Regions from separate parts of the Lactuca sativa genome. Here region 2 is linked to region 1. The links are chromatin contacts, called in public Hi-C maps. All regions are on one chromosome and are shown on one strand. Each heading gives the region's core, a stretch centred on a gene start, on an enhancer-like site or on the middle of the called end of the contact. The rest is flanking DNA. Distances are from core to core; before and after follow the strand shown.

Region 1 (6,158 bases), core at 2,816-5,315:
ATGTCAACGCCATTACAAATCAACAACCATAAAAACCAATTAAACTGTTATTTTTTTTTTTTATCATTTCCAAAGCAAATGACCAATAATGGACTAGAACCAACCTGGACATCATTTTGGTAGCCTATCGGGTACGACATTAGCTTCTCCATATGGGATGTTCGGTGTTTAAGTCATGAGGGTTTTAATTAGGAGTTGGCCAGTAGAGGTTATGTGATATACTTCAGTGTCTTCACATATCTCCCAAATGGAGATCCTTCTTCCCAATCATTGCAAGGTTGGGAGCCGCAATGGGCGTCTGGGAACCCATTTTTATTTTACACAAGAGTACATGACCCTGTACCACTTTGATGACTTTTGAATTGTTATTTTACCATCATTATTCATTCTATCTTATGTAAACACTATAAGTATTTTGTGCATTCATGGAATGTATTTTGGAAATAGTCTGAGTACAACACACCAACAGGATCGGAGAAGAATTATGTACCACTTTGCTTGGTAATTAGACCCCTCTCACCCTCTGTTTGAATTGTTAAAACAATTTAAATATTAACAAAAATCTAAACCAATTAACAATGAAACATCCAAAAATCACTCCAAGAATTTAAAAGAGATATTGTTTGGAAAAAGAATGTTAGGAAACTAAAACGTAAAAGCTGTAAAACCCTATAAAATTAATACAAATTATACTCATATTACATAATTCTTATTTTATCTCAAAGAGTTTGAGAAAACCTAAAATTTACCCTGGCCGCTGGAAATAACGATACCGCACAACTGCATCTTCTCTGATCTCCACTAGTTTCAATCCGGCCGTTAGAAATAACGTCATCACCATTCGCTCCCTGACTACGTCGCCAAATTGTTGATCCCTGATTTCCGTCGTGTTCTACCGATTAATGGCCTCCACCTCCCTCTTTGGTCTCCTTTCTACATGAGAGTAAAAACGATATTTTTTTTTTCTATCTCTCTTTCTAGTTCTCCTTTCTCTTCTCCCACCAAACTATTGTAGAAACTATTATAGACCTTGCAGGACTTTGTAAAGTGTGAACTATGAATAGAGCTATGGTGTGCTAGAAGGCTAGAAGTGTAGGACAACTATTATCCATTAATTAGAATTATTTATTACTTACTAGTTTATAATTCGTGGTTCCCACGGTTACAAAATTAATTAAACTTTCATAGTATAAAAATTCAAAATTATTAATCAATTATTTTAAATAAATTATTAATTAAAAGTTTTTTTTATTATATAAAATTATAATCATCGAATTAAATAAATATATGAAATTATATCACTTTATAATTTGTATTAATTTTATTGTAGTTTTTATTCTAATGTTATTAATTTAATGTAATTAGAGTGGAAAATTTAAAATTTGAAATTTGAAATGAAGAATTAATAGATTAACAAGTGACATGCATTAATTAGGAAATTTAATAGGATGATACATGGCAAAAGAAGAATAAAATATGCATTAATTAAGAGACCTAATAGGGTAAAACATGTCAAAAGGAGAATAAAAACTATTCTTTTATTAGAATAGGGATAAGGATTAATTGTTTGATTAAAAATTATATATTGTCGTTACCGTAAAAAATGAAATAAAAATAGAACATTCAAATTATCTATCTGTTTATTAGTAGAAAGTAAAAGTAAAGAGTATTAAAATGTAGAATATTTATTTATATGGTGATATGATTATAAAGTATGGTTTTGCATAATTTGTGGTTTTGCATTTGGGTAAATGACACAAAAAACACTCTTTTTATACAGAAATTCGATTTTGACACCGTGTTTTTTTTGTGTCAATTTTGACACTGTGTTTTCCAATTTGTTACAATTCTGACCACTTGACCGGTTAATTAAGTTGTATGCTGATATGACATGATGACGTGTCAGTTTTGATGACGTGGCATGCTGACATGATATGCTGATGTGTCAAAATTGAATTTTTTTTCTCACAAAAAATACTAAGTTTTCACTTTTTTTCGATTTTGACACTAAGTTTAACTTTTTTCTTTCAACTTTGACACTATGTTTTTTTGTTCCAAATCGAACATCATTTTTTTTTTCCAATTTTGTTCAATGTTGACAATTTTTCATTTGAAACCGTATAAATATTTTTGTAATACATTTAAATCGTATAAATATGTTTTTTTTTCATTTAAAAACCATAGTTTTGTATAAATACATTTTTTTTACACTCAAACCATATTTTTATGTATAAATATGTATTAGTTATATAAAAATTGTATTTTATATTAAATATGTAACTTTAAAATGTGGTTTTTAAACGAAAAAAATATGTTTATACGGTTTAAAATGTAATAAAAAAAATATATTTATACGGTTTCAAATGGAAAATAGACAAAATTGAACAAAATTTGATAAATGATGTTCGATTGGAAAAAAAAAAAAACATAGTGTCAAAATTGAAATAAAAAATTAAACTTATTGTCAAAATCGAAAAAAGTGAAAACTTAGTGTTTTTTGTGGAAAAAAAATCAATTTGACACGTCAGCATATCATGTTAGCATGTCACGTCATCAAAACTGACACCTCATCATGCCACGTCAACATGTTACCTGGTTAACCGGTCAAGTGGTCAGAATTGTAACAAACTGGAAAACACAGTGTCAAAATTGACACAAAAAAATACGGTGTCAAAATCGAATTTCTATGTAAAAAGAGTGTTTTTTTGTGCCATTTACCCTTTGCATTTTGATTGAAAACTTAGTCTAAAAGATTAGTTTAAAATCAATTTTCCAAGACTTAAAAAAAAGTGGATAGATTTCATTTTTATTAAACAATATGACAATATTTTTTCTACTAGTTTTCTTGTTTATTGTCATAATTTTGAACAAATTTTTTTCTTGTCTATATTATTATGTTTTGAAATTTTGATTCCGACACCTCTAATCATACTATTTGTGTTCCGGCCCTGGTTGCCAAATAAAAATTGATATACGACACACAGTAAAAACATGATCTATAATCCTTGTGGTTCCAAGACAAAAAGGGCCTAACACCTAATCCACATTCATCCCCTTTTAACCAAGATTGGCCATAATAAGCAAATGATTAAGACCCAAACATTATAATAAAATGTTCAACTTGATAGAAACAAAAAATTTATTATCTTGTTGAAACATTATCGAGGGTCCAACATACCATTGTCTATAAAAGAAAAACAACTTGAAGAAGCAATCGAGAGTTAACCGATCGAACCAAAGCTCTACACCAATGATTTGATTCAGATGCATCAAATGATGTAAATAGGGATTTAGAAATTCATCCATTTTAGTCGTACCCCTCGATTGCCTATGCAAACTGTGAGTTCACGTTTCAATGCTAAAACAATTTGCAGCAACACTTCGATTGTTAAAATCGGGAACAAAAATTCTAGGAACTTTGGTTAAAATGAAGAACCTCCTAACCATGATTTGCAAGAGCAGATATACCTCCAAAAGATAAGCTTCTAGCCTTCCAAGTTGACAATTCATTTTCAAATTTGTCATAAACCGAATTCCATCCCTTCTTCCTTGACATATTTCACCTAATCGGCGTTATAATTAATAGAATCATACATCCCTTCCACTATACAAATGAAAAACCAACTACATAAATATCACTCTTGAGCACATATATTTGAAGTCCATATGTCAAATAAAAACATCTCAACAAAGGAATAATACAAATAAATTTATCTGTCAAACCACTGCCCATAAAACCGCATCGTCCATAGAAAAAAGGAAAAAAATGTGAGATACTTGAACCCGTACCAAATCTTACACTTTTAATGTTTCTTGTGATACCATCTAGAATTCTAGATGTAATATTCAAGGTTTATTGGTTGGATTAAAAATCTACACTTGAACCAATATTTCTTGAATTTGATATTAGTGATTCATATTTTCATTTAAAATATATTTTGATAAAACGATGTTATAGATTTTAGTCAATGATGAATTACAAGTTCATATCGAGAATTATTGCTACCAAACGACATATTTCTTTTACAAATTGCCACTTTTTTTTATATAATTATATGAACATACCCCTTTTTGAAAGAATAAAATTAGAACAGCTTTCAATCTTCTAAGCAAAAAGGTTATCTCTGCCTTTGTCATTTCGTTCTTGTGATTCAGTCTTTCAGTGGCAGAATTTGTCAAGATCTCCATACTTCCAAAATTTCCAATCAATATCATCTGCCACCTCCGTTCATTAATTCACCTAAAATTGATGTGTATATAATATATATATATATTCACACCCAAACCCCCAACACCCTTCTCCAATCGTTTTCTCTAGATAGACACAGATTTATAGGGTTTGTTGGTTTCTATGCACAGTAGATTTCTAAAAATATGCTCAAATGACAGATTCTTGGTCGATTTGATGAATCTTGTTTGTGGGTATTATTCGAAACCTTCTGTATAATTCAAACACCTAAGTAATTTTGAAGAGTAGCAGCATCAGTAGCAGTAGGTACGACTATGGCAGTACCTTGGAGTATGACACTGTGGATGGCGAATATGGTGTGGATGGCGCTGAGTGGTTGGGTTATATCGTGCTTGACTGTTGCTGATGAGATCGCTGGTTCACTTCGTACTGGCGATATCGGTCCATTTCATGTTGGTTAGATCGCAATTTGCTATCGTTTTCGATTGCGCTGGTGAGTAATTCTTCCATTATCATGTAATAATTCGAATCAATTCTTGATTGGCGGGGTTTCTGCTTATTTTGCCCTAAGTAATATGCCCTTTAGGTATGCATAATTCGTAATCAAGTCCTATGATAATGACGATGGTATGGTTAGGTTTTTTCTTCAATTAATTCGCCTTCAACAGTGGGATTATGTTTGCTTCATAGTATTTTGAATTGCCCCTTTTGTTGTATGAAGCTATCTTCTGATGAGTACATACTGTTTTGATGTGTGAAACTGTTATGCGATCAAAGGTGACATCAATATCATATAACTGGATATAGTTTTGTATTTTTTATGCTGCTTTGAATTCTTAGATTAGGATGAACACCCATGGAAATTTTGTTCTTCTTTAGGATGCAAATACATTGCTATAATGGATAAAAATGTTGCTCATTTGTAGTTATGGCCTCTTTTTGGGTGCAATTATATCATTCCATCAGTGTTATTATAATTATACAAATGAAATATAACTAATACCAAGTTGAATTTTCTTGCAGGTTTTAATGACTTAGTTTCTGTTGATGTAGATATTATATGCAAAAAAGTATCAATCACAATTTACAAAGGTTCCTCCTACCAAATGTTAGTCTTTTTATGTAGTAAAAAGTATGGAAGAAGGCTAAAAATCCGATAAAGTAAAGTTGTGTGGTTAAAAGATGGCATGGATATGTTTCTCATAATTGTAGCATCAACCATAATCGAGTTCATGTCTACAACTATTGTTGTTGTTTAAAAATATGCTTCAAAAACCGGTTGTTTAGGCTACGTTTGTCACTTTTTAAATTTTTTAGTAACTTGCATAACCAAAATCATGGCAAAAATGCCATTTATAAAGTTTTATAGTGAAGTTTATACATTCTGAAATGTGAAAAGTTTGATTTCTAGAAATCTTTGCCAAAGTTGAAATATTTAAACTTAAAGGGCTATTTTTGTCAAAAGATAAAAACTGTGTCAAAGTTTTGAAAATATGCAAAAATCAAATGTTCTTAACCATGAAGCTTCATCGGACACCAGCATTTGCATTTGCATTTGCATTTTCTCTCTTCATTGTGAAAGTTGTTAGAGGTTTGTCATGTTTTTCTCTCATGATTGTTAAAAATTAAAATGGTAGAGGTTATAAAATTTTATAATCAATAATAAACTATAAGTATATTGTTATTATGGGTTTAAAATTAAATAAGCTACCTATGTCAATATAGAAGGCAAAATTTATGATGTTATTTTCTCCAATTTGCGCTTTAATAATTTAAGTTAAACCACCATAAGATACGACAATAACTTTTCATTTCGTAGACATGATAGTGCGCAAAAAAGGAAAAATAGACATATTAAGCAAAATGTAATTCATTATTCAAAATCTTGGCGATTTTCTTTTTCTGAAAGGTTTTTATAATTATTATTTTGTGATACAAGCAGAAAAGGGTATCTATACTTCCATAGGCA
Region 2 (5,446 bases), core at 1,664-4,163, 340 kb before region 1:
AATGACTTGGCAATTCTTCGGACCAACGAGGAAGATATGTTGTCATGATATTTGGGAGTGTTTCATGCGGTGAAGGAGAAGATCCACATGAGATATTTGGACTAGGACTACCGTTTTATGTTTTTAAATTATGATTATCGTGTTTTTTGTGTTCAATGTATTTTTTTTGTGTTATGTTATTATTTTTTTTTGTTTTTAAATGTTATGTTTACTTAGGATTTAATTAAATAACATGTTTTATTAATTTATATTTGTTTTTATAAATATTATACATAAAAAAAAGAAATCGAAATTAAAAAAAAAAGAAATTGAAAAAAAACAATAATGACATGGAAATTAATGAATGTTATAACATGTTGCTCATTTTCTTAATTGATATTATAACACAATGACTAACATGACATGAGAGGTGACAACGTTTTGGTGTGTTAACATACATTAACATTTTGTCCACACCTATTAGTCATAACAATGCATAATGAGATAAATAGAATAAGGTTAGTGATAGTCTTATCAACTACTTTTTACTAAAGTTCAATTTTATGAGTTACTTTATTAACTAACACCTAGATTTTCAGTTATGAGAATTAAATTTTCAATAAACTATTAACTTTTCAACTAATGTCTCAAATAGAGCCTAAAATCACCGGGTGGCCTGCGTGTTGCACCATATTTATTAATCTCACATTTCCGTACAAATTTTCTTAATGTTCTCTTAGATAAGGAATATTTCTATAATTTTTTTAATCTTTAGTGACCATTTCTCTAGTTTTGTGATACATAGGGTTAATTGATGTTATTTTACAGACTTTTAAAGTTGTAAAAATCGTTCGACGGTAGCTCGACGGTTAACTGATGTTAAATGATAAATCAGTCTTGGTAGAGATTAATCGGGAACCATAGATTATTAATAAAATATCAAAATTAATCAAATATTAATATATTTTAAGAAAAACAAGTACTTCAAAATTAGAAAATAAGAAAATTTGTAATTGAAAATATGAATATTTTGAAAAAATATTAGAAATTTCAAAATTTTGAAAAATTTGGAGTAAAAAGTTGATTTTTTTATTTAATTTTTTTTACTTTTATTGACCGATTAATCCCGCCGAAACCGATTAATCTCGCCAAACTCGATTAATCATAAATTTCCGATTAATACCCTAATCCTCGACGGTTGGAGAACGCCAAACAATTAATCCACGACTAATCGCCATTTAATCCCGATTTCTGCAACAATTTCTGTACATTTGCTAATAGAAAGGGACGGTATTTTAATTTTATGAAAAATAAGAACCATTTTTGCAAATTCGTTATTAAGAAGGGACCATTTATGTAGTTTTTCTGAAACTTAGAGATCATTCCTGTTAAAAGAATTCAACATATGGACCTATTTTATAAATTAAAAGTGTAATTTGTTTTCTGATCATTTATGCAACTTTCTTGTAAAAAGAGACTATTTTATAAGTTAAAGGGACTATTTTTGTATAAAATTTGTTTTGGAAGAGACTATTTGAATAAATATCTCAATGTAAAAAATTATAGAATAATTATTGTCATATTCATATGACAAATTTTAAATAAACCACATAGACCAAAAGATAGCTAATTCATTAATACGCAACTATAAAACTAAAAAGATATATTTACATAATCTACATTAACTACATATCTTTGAATTCAAGTAAACAAGAATCTAATATGGGTTTTGATTTGATTGAAATCGTAATATATTATAACTAAACTATATTTTTATTCCTTTATTATTATTATTATTATTATTATTATTATTATTATTATTATTATAGATTTGATTTTAAAATTATTTTTTATACAGATTGTCCTTGCAGTTTTATTTTATACAAATATATAGATATTTTGAATAAAAAGATAACTTTAAATATATAGATATTTTTAATAAAAAGATAACTTTAAGGACAGACATAAATATACTCACTATTATCGTATTGAATTTTTACTTCATAAATAAATTGTGGCATTATTATTCAACTCTTTTAATTATATATTTTTCCCTCAAAAGGCATGTAAAACTTATATTTTTCTTGAAATCATGTATCTATTAATTGTTTATATTAAAAAGAATTATCTACTGAACAATTTGAACTTCATATACATTAAGCAAGTGGATGTAATAATGAATCTATTATAATAGGTTTTCTCTTTGTCATTTGTTGCATTTTCATTTAATTTTTCAAATGTGATTTTATAGTTATTTTGAATTTTTTTTTTCTACATGTTATTTTATAAGTTTTTTTTTTTTATTTTTTAAATTTCATATAATATTTTATTGTAATAATTGTAATAAATATACTATTTAAATGGATATCAATGTCATTAATGAATTTATTTTTTAATTTTATAATTCTCAAAATTAAAGCTCATTTGTTTTTTTTTTGTTTATTTATTTAAATTTAAAAGATAAAAACTATTTCTATCATAATAATTCATTATTATTTTTTATTTTTTATAAATTTAAAGTTCTTAAATATTAAAACATTTATATATATATATATATATATATATATATATATATATATATATATATATATATATATATATTAACCTATGTAATACATAAGTCTCAGATGTATTTTTTTAACGATAAAACTAATAATTTTTTTAATGGATCTATATTTCTATGTTTGATATGGACTTGAACCCATTATTTAAAAAAAGCCACTATATATAAAATTAAAATAAAAAAAAGATGGACAACCCTAATCAATGCGGAAACAAACGAACGCTAGAATATGAATTGGGACAAAAGGCCAAACTTTATAGCGAATAACAGCTTTCGTGGACCTTATTTGAATTAAGAAAAGTGTAAGGGACCTATATAGAGCAGTTAGAAAGTTAAAGGTGACTAAGTAAAACATTTCCTTTGGTCTAATTCCGCCATTGCAGGCTTCTACCGAGGTTGTCTATTTTATCTTTTTTCTTCTCCGATTCTCTTTACACTCGTCTTCATCCACTACTCACCACCAACAAGAACAATCTCCATCATCCTTTTGAAAAAAAAGGAAAAAAACAAAACTTTCTTACCATTTCCCTTTGACCCCAAATTTCATCCTATCAATACACAGCTGATTTTTCATATTATTTTATTAATCGTTTTCGTTAACCCGAACGAATCTATCAATCTGTCACCATCTGATGCTTGCCGTCCTGTTCATACCGGCCTGGCTGGCTCCTCGCTAGATTTATGCTTTGATTAATCCCAATATCTTCTCTGTTCTCCACAGCGCATCAGTTAACATCTGGTTAATTCGTCAAATCTGCTGTTCTTGATCTGTCAGGTGTTTCATTTTCTTTCAATCTTATATGGGTATTGGATAGTAGATCTCTTAATTGCTACTGATCTGGGTTCAAGAACCCTAGATTTCTAATTTATCGAAGCAAACCCCTTTTGTTTTATCGATTATTGTGAAAACCCCCATCTGAAATCGAATTATTATGATGGGTTTTGTGGGGTTGAAGCTACTGTTTATCGGGGTTGTGTTCTTCTTGTGTTTATCTTCTTGTTATTCTCAGTTTAATCCGGCGGATAAGTATTCGATTGATTGTGGATCTCCGAGCAACACCACCATCGGCAATCGGGTGTTTTTATCTGATAGTTTGGCTTCGAGTTTTCTTTCAACCCCACAAAATGTTTTGGTTGATACTTCTGCAAATTCAATTCCTTCATCTGAATACTCTCCGCTGTATAAAACAGCAAGAATCTTTACACAAACATCTACATACACTTTTCGAATCACTCAAAGCGGTCGTCACTGGATCCGTCTTTATTTCTTCCCATTCTCCGCCAGTAATTACAATCTAACCACCGCAGTTTTCTCCGTTTCAACTCCAGATCACTCTCTGTTGAGCGATTTCAAAGCCGAAAGTGTTCAGACCAAAGAATATTCAGTAAATGTCACCTCCGGCGACCTTGAAATCACCTTTACACCTACCGGGAGTTCATTTGCTTTCTTGAATGGTTTAGAAGTTGTTTCGGTTCCAGATCCGTTGATCCCCGATGATGCAATGTCCGTCAACCCTCCGACAAACTTCAAAGGGATGTTGAATAAGGCGCTGGAGACGCTTGCTAGGGTGAACATGGGTGGTCCGGTGGTCACATCCAGGAATGATTCATTGTGGAGATCTTGGGTTACTGATCTGAGCTATTCAAAGAACCGGAATTTTGAATCGAATGTTTCAAATCCCACCGCTGTTAGATACCCACCCGACGGCGCTACTCAAGACGATGCTCCGGTCAGCGTCTATGGAACCGCCGCAACGATGGCATCTGAAAACGACCCAAAAGCCAATTTCAACGTCACCTGGGAGTTCCCGGTGGATCGTGGATTCCAGTATCTCGTCCGCCTCCATTTTTGCGATATCGTAAGTACTTCTGCCAATACACTCTACTTCAACGTCTACATCGACGACTCCAACGTTCTACCCGATTACGATCTCTCCACCAAGTTCGGCGGAAGCTTAGCCATGGCGTCTTACTCCGATTTCGTAACCCAATCGCTTAATAAAAACCAAATTCGCATCAGCATCGGTCCTTCCTCCATCAAAGACGTTAACCCCAACGCTATACTGAACGGCGTCGAGATTATGAAGTTGAGTAATTCCGACGGTAGTCTTTCCGGTGGAAACATCCCGTCCTCCAATTCTAGCTCTAAAAAGAGCATCGGTCTGATCATCGGTGTAGTCGTCGGAGTTCTTGTAGCAATTTTAGCAGGTGTCATTTTCTTCTGTGTTTACAAAAAACGAAAACAAGAACAACTCAACCAATCAAAGATCTGGATTCCATTATCAACCAACGGGATTTCCCAAACAATGGGCAGCAAATACTCCAATGGAACAACAATTAGTGCTGGCTCAAACTTCAATTACAGGTGTCCATTCGCAGCAATTCAAGAAGCCACCAACAATTTTGACGAAAGCTGGGTGATCGGAATCGGTGGATTTGGTAAAGTCTACAAAGGTGTTTTAAGCGATGGAACAAAAGTAGCTGTGAAAAGAGGAAACCCAAAATCCCAACAAGGTTTAGCCGAATTCCAAACAGAAATCGAAATGCTTTCACAATTCAGACATCGCCATTTAGTTTCCCTAATTGGATACTGTGATGAAAAATCCGAAATGATTCTTATATATGAATACATGGAAAACGGGACTTTAAAAAGTCATCTATACGGGTCGGGTTTTCCAAGCATGAGCTGGAAGCAACGTCTTGAAATCTGCATCGGGGCGGCCCGCGGGTTACATTATTTACATACGGGTTATTCAAAGGCGGTGATCCACCGTGATGTGAAGTCAGCCAATATTTTGTTAGATGAAAATCTAATGGCGAAAGTGGCCGATTTCGGGCTCTCGAAAACGGGGCCCGAAATCGACCAGACCCATGTAAGTACCGCGGTCAAAGGTAGTTTTGGTT

What was found. A called contact is a pair of places that touch in the nucleus more often than the background predicts.
Region 2: a contact with region 1 is called in a Hi-C map of seed, with 4 times the contacts expected there. The contact joins the promoter of LOC111904101 here to the promoter of LOC111878355 in region 1. A contact is called at or near these places in 2 of 4 Hi-C or Micro-C datasets (leaf and seed).

What each region holds. Positions count from the first base shown.
Region 1 is chr5:326,468,417-326,474,574 of Lsat_Salinas_v11, reverse strand. It overlaps LOC111878355, which reads left to right and starts at 4,065. Exons shown (of 2, transcript XM_023874863.3): 1 at 4,065-4,682; 2 at 5,213-5,480. The coding sequence starts at 4,504. The coding sequence ends at 4,650.
Region 2 is chr5:326,808,846-326,814,291 of Lsat_Salinas_v11, reverse strand. It overlaps LOC111904101 (receptor-like protein kinase HERK 1), which reads left to right and starts at 2,913. Exons shown (of 1, transcript XM_023899877.3): 1 at 2,913-5,446. The coding sequence starts at 3,475.